Linked DNA regions of Danio rerio: region 2 is linked to region 1. Evidence: chromatin contacts called from public Hi-C data. All regions are on one chromosome and are shown on one strand. Each heading gives the region's core, a stretch centred on a gene start, on an enhancer-like site or on the middle of the called end of the contact. The rest is flanking DNA. Distances are from core to core; before and after follow the strand shown. Region 1 holds the start of ociad1 (OCIA domain containing 1). Region 2 overlaps slain2 (SLAIN motif family, member 2).

The links. Hi-C and Micro-C count contacts between places; a contact is called where the count stands out from the background.
Region 2: a contact with region 1 is called in a Hi-C map of an unstated tissue, with 1.9 times the contacts expected there. The contact joins the enhancer-like site here to the promoter of ociad1 in region 1. A contact is called at or near these places in 1 of 18 Hi-C or Micro-C datasets (an unstated tissue) and 1 of 4 datasets of contacts at active chromatin or transcription factors (embryo).

What each region holds. Positions count from the first base shown.
Region 1 is chr20:25,852,041-25,857,475 of GRCz12tu, forward strand. It overlaps ociad1 (OCIA domain containing 1), which reads right to left and starts at 2,325. Exons shown (of 8, transcript NM_200302.2): 1 at 2,174-2,325; 2 at 1,943-2,027; 3 at 1,776-1,829. The coding sequence starts at 2,233. It also overlaps a transcript of fryl not described here.
Region 2 is chr20:26,062,662-26,068,622 of GRCz12tu, forward strand. The region is part of intron 2 of slain2 (SLAIN motif family, member 2); the gene reads right to left. It overlaps LOC141379566 (a long non-coding RNA gene), which reads left to right. Exons shown (of 2, transcript XR_012396423.1): 1 at 1-162; 2 at 2,595-2,908. Among named protein-coding and RNA genes, the nearest start is that of slain2, 8.9 kb to the right of the region's middle. Within about 2 kb of position 2,765, at least 3 of the 62 cell types and tissues checked have an H3K27ac peak or open chromatin away from gene starts, as enhancers often do.

The DNA.
Region 1 (5,435 bases), core at 1,075-3,574:
TTGAGATCACAGGACCCTCGAGTGAGTGATCCCTAGATTTGTTTGGTGCTTACATTCTTTCTTTCTGTTAAGCAAAACGATAAAGTTTATACAAAAGTGGACTGTCCATGGGTTGCATTTCTGAAAACCATCCTTAGCCAACTAAGGTCGCAAGTTCCGTCGTTACAACCATAGTTCCTTGATTTGGTGTGTTCCAAATCCAGAGTTCCAACAAACATTCGCAAACTTGCACTTTTCCAACTACACATCTCGAGCTGTAGTTAGAAGCATAGTTCCTGCCTATGTGTGATTCCCAGTTAACCTATCCTATCCCCTATTCATTTAGAACATTCTAACATTTAAACTTAGAATGATTTAAAAAAACATTAAAAGGCATCACTCTTAGCTGCAATTTGCTTTTAAACTATTTTAACAGTTCAGATTTAGCGATCATCATATTGACAATTACGTTCCCTTCGCAGTGCACTTTGAAAACATTTATGCCAACGCAGCTGTGGCTCATCGAAAAAAAGGTGAGAAAGCTAAAGGTGAGTTATTATTTAAAAGTGGAATTTATGTTACGTCTCTAAAGCTTGTGAAAAAAATATATAGCATACGTTAATGCTTTAATTTATAGAAGGTTATTTATTAGGAAATGTATCTGTACAGTATATGACATTGGCCTGTTGGTTAGAACATTTCTGCAGTTTTTTGAATGCATCATTGTAAAAGTAGACGTTTACAATAAATAAATAAACAATTTCCTACTTAATAATAATAATAGGATTGGAAATTTTGTATTGTTCTTTTACCAAACGATGCATACTTTGTTCTTTAGTATTTTACCCTTTTTAATGTTGAGGGGTTTGCCTTATGTTTTAATTGCTATGTATGTGATGTAGATTTTATTTTTAGTATTGATTGTGTGCAGCACTTTGGGCAACGTTGTGTTGTAAAAATGTGCTATATAAATAAATAAACTAATAAACTAATAATAACTGGTACTGTGATAGTTTAGCCAGAGAACCCCAGAGAATAAACAATGACAATTTTCCAGTTTGGGGTGAACTACCCCTTAAATTTCCCTGAATTAACAATAACCTTTATAGTAATTATTAATAACAGGGTGAAATGTTTTTTTTACTTTATTATTATTTTAAGAGAGACTAAATATACTTTCCAAAAGGTATATCTAACAATATACATTTTCGAACACTTTAAGCGCATTAAAAAAAAAAAAGAAAGAAAAAAAAAAAGAAGCATATCTCAGAATTTTTAGAAATACAATATTCTCTATATAGGCGGCTGCACTATGGCACAGTGGATATCACTGTCGCCTCACAGCAAGAAGGTCGCTGGGTCAGCTGGCATTTCTGTGTGGATTTTGCATGTTTGTGTGTGTTTGTGTGGGTTTCCTCCAGATGCTCCAGTTTCCCCCAGTCCAAAGACATGTGGTATAGGTAAATTGGATAAGCTAAACTGTGTGTAGTGCATGTGTGTGAATGAGAGTGTATAGATGTTTCCTAGTGATGGGTTGCAGCTGGACGGTATCTATCCACTGCAAAAAACATGTGCTGGATAAGTTGGCCATTCATTCAGCTATGGCGACCACAGATTAATAAAGGGACTAAGCCGACAAGAAAATTAACAAATTTATATTTATATAATCATATTCTCTATATGGAAACTTCCAAGGTTTTCCTTTGTTTTAAATCTTCACTGATAATTCCAGGTTTTCCATGACAATAGGAACGAGAAACAGACGTAAAAACCTGAAATATAGGACTTGAACATACCTTTTGCTACCAGTACCTGAGTGATTCCGACTGCTATTGCAGAAAATGGTAAAGCTGAAGACAATGAGAAAGCACAAACACATAATCAGAAACGCTCATCTGTATCTAGCAAAGGCTAAAACGTAATGCAGAAAATCAACATTTAATGACTGGATAGCATTACTCACATCTGTACCAGAAGCTTTCTGAGTTGCACTCCCTGAAGACACGCTTCTCTTCTTCAGTGGGAATATAAGCAGAATTAAAAGCACCCTGAGGAGGCAAAATTATGAGTAATTAAAGAACACCTATTGATGATTAAGTGACACACTCTGCTTTTTGGAGTACTTCTGCGTGAGACAGAGCAGTTTAGTTCTAGTTTACAAACACTGCCAGGTGAATTTACTGCCTAACGTTACCTTACTGGACCCATGCTGGACTTGGGCAGCCGGAGTGAATCCAGACGATGCTTGCGACATGACCAATCCTAGATGCAATTACAAAAACAACGTTTTTGCAGTAGCCATGGGATTACGCGGATTACCAGTCAACAAGTTCAACGACACATTTTATGACATGACCTCCAGTCGACTCTTATTAGGAAAACAGACCAACCCGGAAGTGCAGGCGTTAGGCCGGAAGTACAGATTAAAAGTCTCTTTCGATTTATTGTTTTGCCTTGTGAGCTTTTGTTTACTGTATAAACAGTTATGTAATGAGGAATGCTTTACTGTAAATTCGACTTCGATTAAAAACTAATTTTAATTCCCCGGATTCTTAATTTAATAAATTATTTAAATATACATTTTTAGTTTCTTTACATGTATAAGTAAATTTGTATGTGAACTGTTTTCATACGACACGTAGACTTGTAATAACATTTGTAATACACATCTAATAATAACGTGCGATTTTAAAATAACAATATTCATAACATTTTATGTGATTTCATGTTTATTTATTTAAGGGGCAAAAAGCGTCCAAACACGTGAAAATGTGTAAGACTAAAACTAATAACCCATTTACAGCAATAAATAATGGTTATGCTCATCTTAGACAATATAAATACTTTAGTCTGAACAGAGAAACTACATTTAACTTAATAGAATCATAACTGACACTAAAGTGTCAGTATAAGTACGTTATTAATCGCTTTCATTTGTATGTCAATAGCATTTAATTACTTCTATCGACCGACTTTACAGAGAATAACTAATCTCATAAACAACGAACAGTAAACGGGTCTGAACTAAAAAAAGATTGATTTTATCAGGTCTATGCTGCTTACGAACGCGTATGACAAACCGAGGGAGTCTTGTCCTTCAACCTATCCAGCAGTAGTGTGCGTTGATTGACGTCCCAATCCGCCAATACAACGGTCCGTTTGTTAAGCGTGTGAATGCGAGGGGCGGGGCTTGGATCCGCAATCTTGACACAGCAACTCCCCTATCAGAACAGCGGATTGTCAAAGCCGTTAGCCAGCGCTGCTCCAATCTGATGGACAGGGAGGTGGGCACGTTGTCATTCGTCGAGTTTTTAGGTGTTTTGCGAAAAAAGACCGAGAAGATCAGCTTCAAGATCGAACACTAGAGGTCAACGGATGTAAAATGTTGTTTTTGTAAAGCTGGAGTTGGTCTCGCCATCTTTTGGAGAGAAGAGACATCGGGTTTTCAGCGCTAGCGTGAGCAGGCTAACTGACGAGGAAAAGCGCAGCTGCTCTAAAAAAGGTAAGAAAGGCCGAATTCTGTTTGACTAACCTCAAATATCCGACGTCTAACGTTGGGCAGGGAGAGTAAACTTATTGTTTAACTCTCATCGGTTGTCGTATCACATGCACTTCCCCTCGCAGGATATTATCAGTTGGTAGACAAGTTATGTTATGTTGACCTGCATTTGAAGCGAAGATGAGTACAGTCAGTGGTTGTGTCACGAAACATAGTTAGCAGTCTACTTAGACAGCCTTTCTAGACACCATTAGTGCCATTCGTGAGTTAAATAGGCCACACGAAACAATAGTTTAAATGCACAAACCATAGTGTAAGTTTTTGCGAGCCAAAACTGCATTTAACCTGTCAGAAAATAGAGAGAAGCCGTGTTTTTGCAAGCATGTGACGTTATGAAAACTCTTTAGAATAGAGTTATAGTTACATGTTTAGTGGAGGAATAAGTTATATAGTAAAGATCTGCGGTTTTAGTTACAGGATGTAACTAGGCTGGGTTTTAAAGCCACCAAGTCGTGTTCATTAACAACTCTCCTCTTGTTTGAAACCACCAGATTATCAATCTGTTAGTTTACTTTCTCTTTTATTTCCTTAAGAGATAATGTAAACAAATGCAGTAAAACCAGAGCAGCCGTTAGTGTTGAGTTATTAATCTGCAGACATGGCTTTGTTTCATTTTAGACAAACTTATCTTGTCCATCTAATAAAATCTGTCAGATGAAAGGCTCACTGATGTTAATTGGTGTCCTATGCAAACATGTGCATGAGTCATAAATTATGTTAACAACTCGAGAGTCTCAGCATTTGGTGAGAGAGGGCTGCCTATTCAGCAGGGAGCAGAGAAGAGTTCACACTCCTGATCTTGAAGTGTAAACTCTTCCTGCTTACCGCTTTGAGTGTCAAGACAGTAGTGTTTCTCTTGTGAACAGTAGTGGTGTTCAGGGGGGAAGACTGCTGCATGGGATTGTTTTAGCATAGGTGTTACATTCTTGAAATTTTTGCTTTTAAATTTAGTATATATATTTTAAATGCAGTGCATGCAATAACACAAGTAAACAATATCTGAAAGACTTGTGTAAATGTAATTTTAAGTGAAGAATCAGAAACAAATCAATAAGAAGTATTGAGTGATAGTTTTTCTTTTTATTTCTTGTCAGTATTGTGTAAAAGCTGGCCTGCTGTAAAATCTTATGATAATAGATTAAACAGTTTTGTTTCCATACTGTGGAATCGGTTTCAAGGTTTACTGTGGTTTGGAAAAATCAAGGTTTTAAAACCTCTAAAATTTTCTGTTATACCATTCCTAAGGTATATGTAAGATTTTTTTGAATGTGTTTTTTAAATGTGTTGAAAAAAATAAGTGTTTTTGAAACTAATGAAGACAGCAGAAGTCAATCATTAATTTAAATTATTTAGCCTGACATGTTTGCTGCTCCTAAATAAAAAAACTAAAATGATTTTTGTTCAATGGGATAAAAGTTTTTTATTATTTTTTTACCCAAATGTTAAAAAAGAATACGAGCAATTCCAGCGTTATGCATGTGACATTTGCAGTAAAAACTCAAAACATAAATTCGCATAGAAAGTGTGTTAACATTATATTGAAACTTTTGTTTATATTTTCCAGAACAACTGATCACAGAGTTATGAGACAGTTATATCAGTCTGTCAACATGTTTTGTACTTTATATGAAGGAAATAAACATGAGTTATGGATGTGACAAAAAAAGGTGATAATCAAAAGGATATGAGTTGGCTCTCTATAAAACAAAAATGATTGATTTTATTTTATTTTACATTTTCACATTTATAAGGAAAATGTGTTGTTAATGGATGTGACGTCTGTACATTATGGATGTGACAGATATGAAATTGCCACTTATGTGACTTTGGTAAATTAAATATAATAGTTTGAAAAATTTGCCAGATGCATTTTTGAGTATTTCTAAAGTACTGTAAA
Region 2 (5,961 bases), core at 1,515-4,014, 210 kb after region 1:
ACATTCCAGTCCATCAGATGGTTTGGCTCATCCACGCTCTTTCCAGCACCACTAAACCACTATGAGTCAACTAATACTGGCTTTTTTTGTGTCTCTCAGACAGAAAAGGACAGAAAAAACAGGAAAAGGGGAAATGAGGACAGCTAATCTATCATAACTCTGGTGACTACATCCATACACTACAAAAACACAAGCTAAAACCCCACAGATAATTCTGCCTCTGAAAAGATGTTTCACTAACGTTGCTTTATATCACAGCCTGGACTAAACAGGCTAATAAGACAGCATGACTCGGTATTACAGGATAAGAAACCCGGACTTTAATGTCTAATGACTGTCTGTCAAGCAAATCCTGTTCAGCTTAATGTACAGTCCATATGAAATGTCCATTAGCCTGCATGTATGTTTCTAAGGGAAGGGGAGCAGAAAAGAGACAGACAATATGTGCAAGAGAGTCCACTAATAATAAAAGGTCAGAGTAATGTGGTCTGTTTAAAGACAAACAGATAATAAGAAAAGAGCTTATGGCACTAACAGCAGCATGATGAGCCATAGATGACAAGGAAGAGACAAAAGAGGACAAATTAAGAGAAAAACGAAATAACTTGAATGTTGTTAAAAGTGTTAAGAATCAGTGAAACTCGTCAGATCTGTAGAGAAAAAGGAGTGATGACATAATATAAAAAAAACACACAAAGGGAAAGATATCAACAGGGAAACAGAGTGTACTCCAAACAGGATTGCAATAGCGGATTGGATTGCAAGGGGCAAGTTGAGGTTGCAGCTAAAGAAAAGGCAGAGTGAGAGTGAGAGAGAGAGAGAGAGAGAGAGAGAGAGAGAGAGAGAGAGAGAAATGAATGTTCTTGGCTCAGAGGAAAGTGCATCTTGACTCTACACAGTCATAAAATGATTGTAAAGAATACTGAACTTTACATCTTTGGAGATTTTTCTTTTCTTTGGATATATAGTAAAGCCACTGCACTGTTTAGCTCTATGCTTGGATGTTGGTTTAGACGCAATTTGTTTTTCAGATGTTTTCTAAATCTCATAGCGTTTAATGTGGAGATACTGTTGTTGCCCTAAACTTTTTTTTGTAAAAGGCGTAAAAACGCACAAAAAAAATTTAAATACACCATGGGAATCGTATAACAGGAAATGTTGGCGGTCTTTGACTTTTCCAAAGCACTGTAGACCTTGAAACCAGTTATCATATCATGCCTAATAACAATATTCAAGGGGAATATAGAACTTTCGATTTACACAGTACATTTATTTACTGTACAAAAAGGCACACATTTAGAGGTACAAATGATGGAAAAAATATCTTGAATACATTAGATAAGCTTTAGCTTGTCTAGTGTCAAACAATTAAATAACAATATAAATCACTTTTACAATTTGAAAAGACATTCTGTTCTTTTAACAAATGATTATATAATGAATTGTTTTAGTGGTACGTTGATTGCTTTTGTTCAATCAGTATTAGTCAAGCTCAAGCTTCAACCCCTTTGACAAAGTAATGAATGAAAAACAGCCAAACATACTGTTATTTAGGCGACAGGTGGCTCAGTGGTTAACACTGTTGCCTCATAGCAAAAAGGTCACTGGTTCAAGCCCTGGCTGGGCCAATTGGAATTTTTGTGTGGAGTTTGGATGTTCTCCCTGTGTTCGCATGGGATTCCTCTGGGTGCTCCGCTTTCCCCCCACAGTCCAAAAACATGCGCTATATGGGAGTTGTATAAACTAAATTGGCCGCAGTGTATGAGTGTGAATGAGTGTGTTCGGATGTTTCCCAGTACTGGGTTGCAGCTGGAAGGGCATCCACTGTGTAAAACATATGCTGAATAAGTAGGCTGTTAATTCCGCTGTGGTGACCCCTGATGATTAAAGTGACCAAGCTGAAGGAAAATAAATGAATGAATAACGTTATTTATTCATGGGGAAAACAAGATCATAACGTTTAGCCCCAGACAGCAGTGAGTCCCACTAAATGAGGATAAACTAGTATTTTTTGTTTACATTTTACAATATTTACCAGATACTACGGTTTCAGGGCCAAATTGAAATAACATTTATATATACTTGTTCTGTGATGTGATATCTAATGGAGAATGTAACATCTGCAATGGTATTTCTTCTTCTACTTCTTTAAAAAAAAAACAAACACTGGTCTTTTTTGGTCAGTGGAACATGTGATTAAATAACTCGCACTCTTTCTATCAAATCTCAGCATCTCATGTCATCCTCTTGTCCAGCAAGTTTAGTAACCATGGTTATGGCCACAACCTTATGGAAGTGTTTGCATTTCTGAGGGAAGTGTAAAGCCGTGGAATGAGTTACCATGGTTAGACAAACAGCAGACATACCATAATAAAGCAGACACTTGAAATTAAACAGCACAAAAAAACTTGTTATGACCAAACTGCTTATATACAGCTTCTGAAGTTTACAGCAGGAGTGTCCAAGCTCAGTTTCAAAATGTGATGATTTGTTTGGCGCTTCTACTGCTTTTTAAGAGTGCCGAGTTAGACTGTTCAACCGTCATTAATGTGTGCAAACATGTCTGTCTCTGTTTTCCTTTCTCACATACACAGATGCACTTCACAGTGGTAATCGGTTCTGAAAAGGGCAGGAGAAAGGGATAAAACGGAAAAAACAAGCAATAAGAGGCTGAAAGGTGTGTCGAACAGGATAGAGATTTGACATGCATCCCACACATCTGCACTGGCGCACTTCACTGTCTTGGCAATGGCTCTAGGGAATTAACAACGCCTCAGGTAACCTGGAAACCACAATACACACCTTACACTCTCAGCATGGGCTGTGTGCCTGCTTACACCGACTGACAGACTGAATGAGATTTCTTTTATTGAGAGGGTTTTGATAAATGAATAAAGCAATTCAATTCTATTATCATCTGTGCCTGCTGCTAGTTGATTGTAGGCTAAATAATAAGTCTGTGAATTATTTATTTTTACTCCATTTTAATAGAAATAATTGTGTGACCTGCATATTAATCTGTTATATATGCTAATATGTACAAAAAACAATAATGATTTCTGAAAGATCAAACCTGTACACTACCTGGCAAAAGTCCTGTTGCCTATCCGAGTTTTAGGAACAAATAATATCTTGACTTTTAGTTGATCACTTGCTATCAGAAGTGGCTTAAATGAAAGGCAAAGGCCTCTAGATTATGGTTATTTTACCAAAATAAAATATGATCATGCCTTGATTTTTAATGATTTAATTAGGACAGTAAGGTCTGACTTTGCTTAGACAAAAGTCTTGTCACTTAACAGAAATAATGTCCAGTACAGAATATAAAGTCATGGTGCAGTAGAAAAAAAATGTATATTGTGTATGACTCCCATGAGTTTGGACGACTGCATCCATACATCTTTGCAATGACTAAAGTAAATTATTAATAAAGTCATCTAGAATGACAAAGAAAGTGTTCTTGCAGGACTCCCAGAGCTCATCAAGATTCTTTAGACTCATCTTCAATGCCTTAATCTTACCCCATACATGCTCAATAATGTTCATGTCTGGTGACTGGGCTGGCCAATCCTGCAGCTCCTTGGCCTTCTTCGCTTTTAGGAACTTTGATATGGAGGCTGAGGTATGAGAAGGAGTGCTATCCTGCTGAAGAATTTGCCCTTACCTAAGGTTTGTAATGTAATAGGCAGCACAAATGTCCTGACACCTCAGGTTGTTGATATTGCCATCCACTTTGCAGATCTTTCGCACACCCCCATACTAATTGTAACCCCAAACCATGATTCGACCTTTACCAAACTTGGCGGTTTTCTATGTGAATCTTGGGTCCAAGCAGTTTTTAATAGGTCTTTGTGCAGTATATGTGATGATTGGGATGCAGTTCAACAGATAAATTATTAGAAAAATATCTTCTAGCTTCTGCCACTTTTACAAATGATCAAGTTATCATTTGTTGCTCTTACAACTGGGAATTACTGACAAGACTTTTGTCATGTAGTGTAGTTTGTGGAGCTTTGTGGCACCTGTACCACTGCAAACCCATGTTATGATTTGGTCAATAGGATGTTCAATAGAACACTATTTATTTTGATTCTGATTGAATCGATTCTTTAACAATAAAAATCTCACTTTTATCACTTGCAATCATTTTAATTGGTCCTTGTTTAGCAAAAATATCTTTGAAACAACCTTACTCATCTTCTTGCCCTAAATAGTAGCATATTATAATTAATAATTAGATGAGAAAAATTTGATCTGGAAAATGTAAGATGCAAACATTCAAAGGGTGACAACCTGCTGCCTTCTCTATGATGACATTATGATGAGTGCATTTAAAACAATGACATCATACTGACTTGCACAATGGCGAGTGATTCACACCTGGCCTGCATCCAAATGTAATCAAATGCAGCCACTGCAGATTAGATCTTTTTAATGGAAAACTCTGATCTGTGAACTGGGATCTCTCTGGAACGATTCCCATGTCAGTCAAGGTGATGGTAGAAGACGAGCCAGGAATGATATATGAGAATCACTCAAGACCTTTTGCTCTTTGTCTCTGCACTTTCTTTATTGAAGTGATACAATAAAAGAAAAGTATAAGAGTATATAAAAGAGTGATGTCACTGTTGTGTAGTAGTTGCTTTAAAAGTCTGTCACATGTCAGTATGAGCATGATCAGTGCCCTTCTATACAAGCTGCTTAATTTAAGACATGTCACATGGGCATACCTGACTAAAAACAGCAGTGGCCTTCGTGACGATAAATAAGACTGTAGTGAAACCTGTCATAACTCTTCGCTACCTATAATTAGAGGAAAGATGGACGGATAGCACAGAGAAACTGCCAAACGTACAGATTCTCTCTAGAAAAAGGATTCATCCAGTGAACTGCCAGGCCACATGTTGAAAACACATACACACATGGTGACAGCCTGATCACAGTGAGGAAGTCAGGATGGGAGAGAAACAGGGCCAGAAATGGAGATCAGTAAATGGGTAGAGAGCAAGAGAGATAGAGAGAACTGAGATTGAAAAAAAGAGGAAGAAATAGGTTTGGATGAACTCAACGCAATAGTAGAATAAAACAGACATTAGAGAAATTAGATATACAACCATAATGAACATATATTTGTTGAAAAACTGACACCTGCAGACAACAGCTGAATTACCTCCCAATGACAACCACATTTACATAAAATCAATGCAGTCTGTGTATGGAACTAAACTGAACAACTTCATGTTAATGCCATGTTTTAATATGCATGCTATAATGTGCAGCACACTGTAAATGTTAATCTACTCAGTACGTTGCAAAAAAACAAAAAATCCATCTAGAATTATTGTTGCCAGATTTTGCATAAAATAAAAAGAAAGAAAGAAAGAAATCCATAAAAATTAAACACAAATGTTTTATCTTCTAATTGTATAAGCCACTGTAAAGACGAATAGCATGTAAAAGCTTTTGATGATGTTTATTGCAGCATAGCAGTCACAAAGGACATGCAAGTACCTAAAACCCCAAAGCATCTTAGGGCGCACTTACACTAGGTACAGTTGCCTTAAACTGTGCCTAAGAGAGATTGTCCCCCCTTCCCTAACAGCCAACACTCACATTGCATTTTCACCTTCAGAGCCAGAGCAATGATGCTTATGTCATCGATGATGCGACTGTTCATTTGGTCGAACAGATCCACAACCTTTGACACTCATAAATGTTCATAAAGTCACCAGGTATTAGGAGGTTTGCTGAAGATGCAGCTGACATGCAGCAAGGGGTTTGCATCTTTAATATGAAAGTTTGCATCAAGAATAATTAACAAATCCATAAGAAAGTCCTTTAATAGTGTTGTCGCATCTTCTGTTTCAACCGAACTGCACTCTGTTGCACCTCTTCCAACCGAGCCAGGATTAGCCAACTGAACCACACCAATTTGGAGCGTTTACACTTGTTAAACAAACC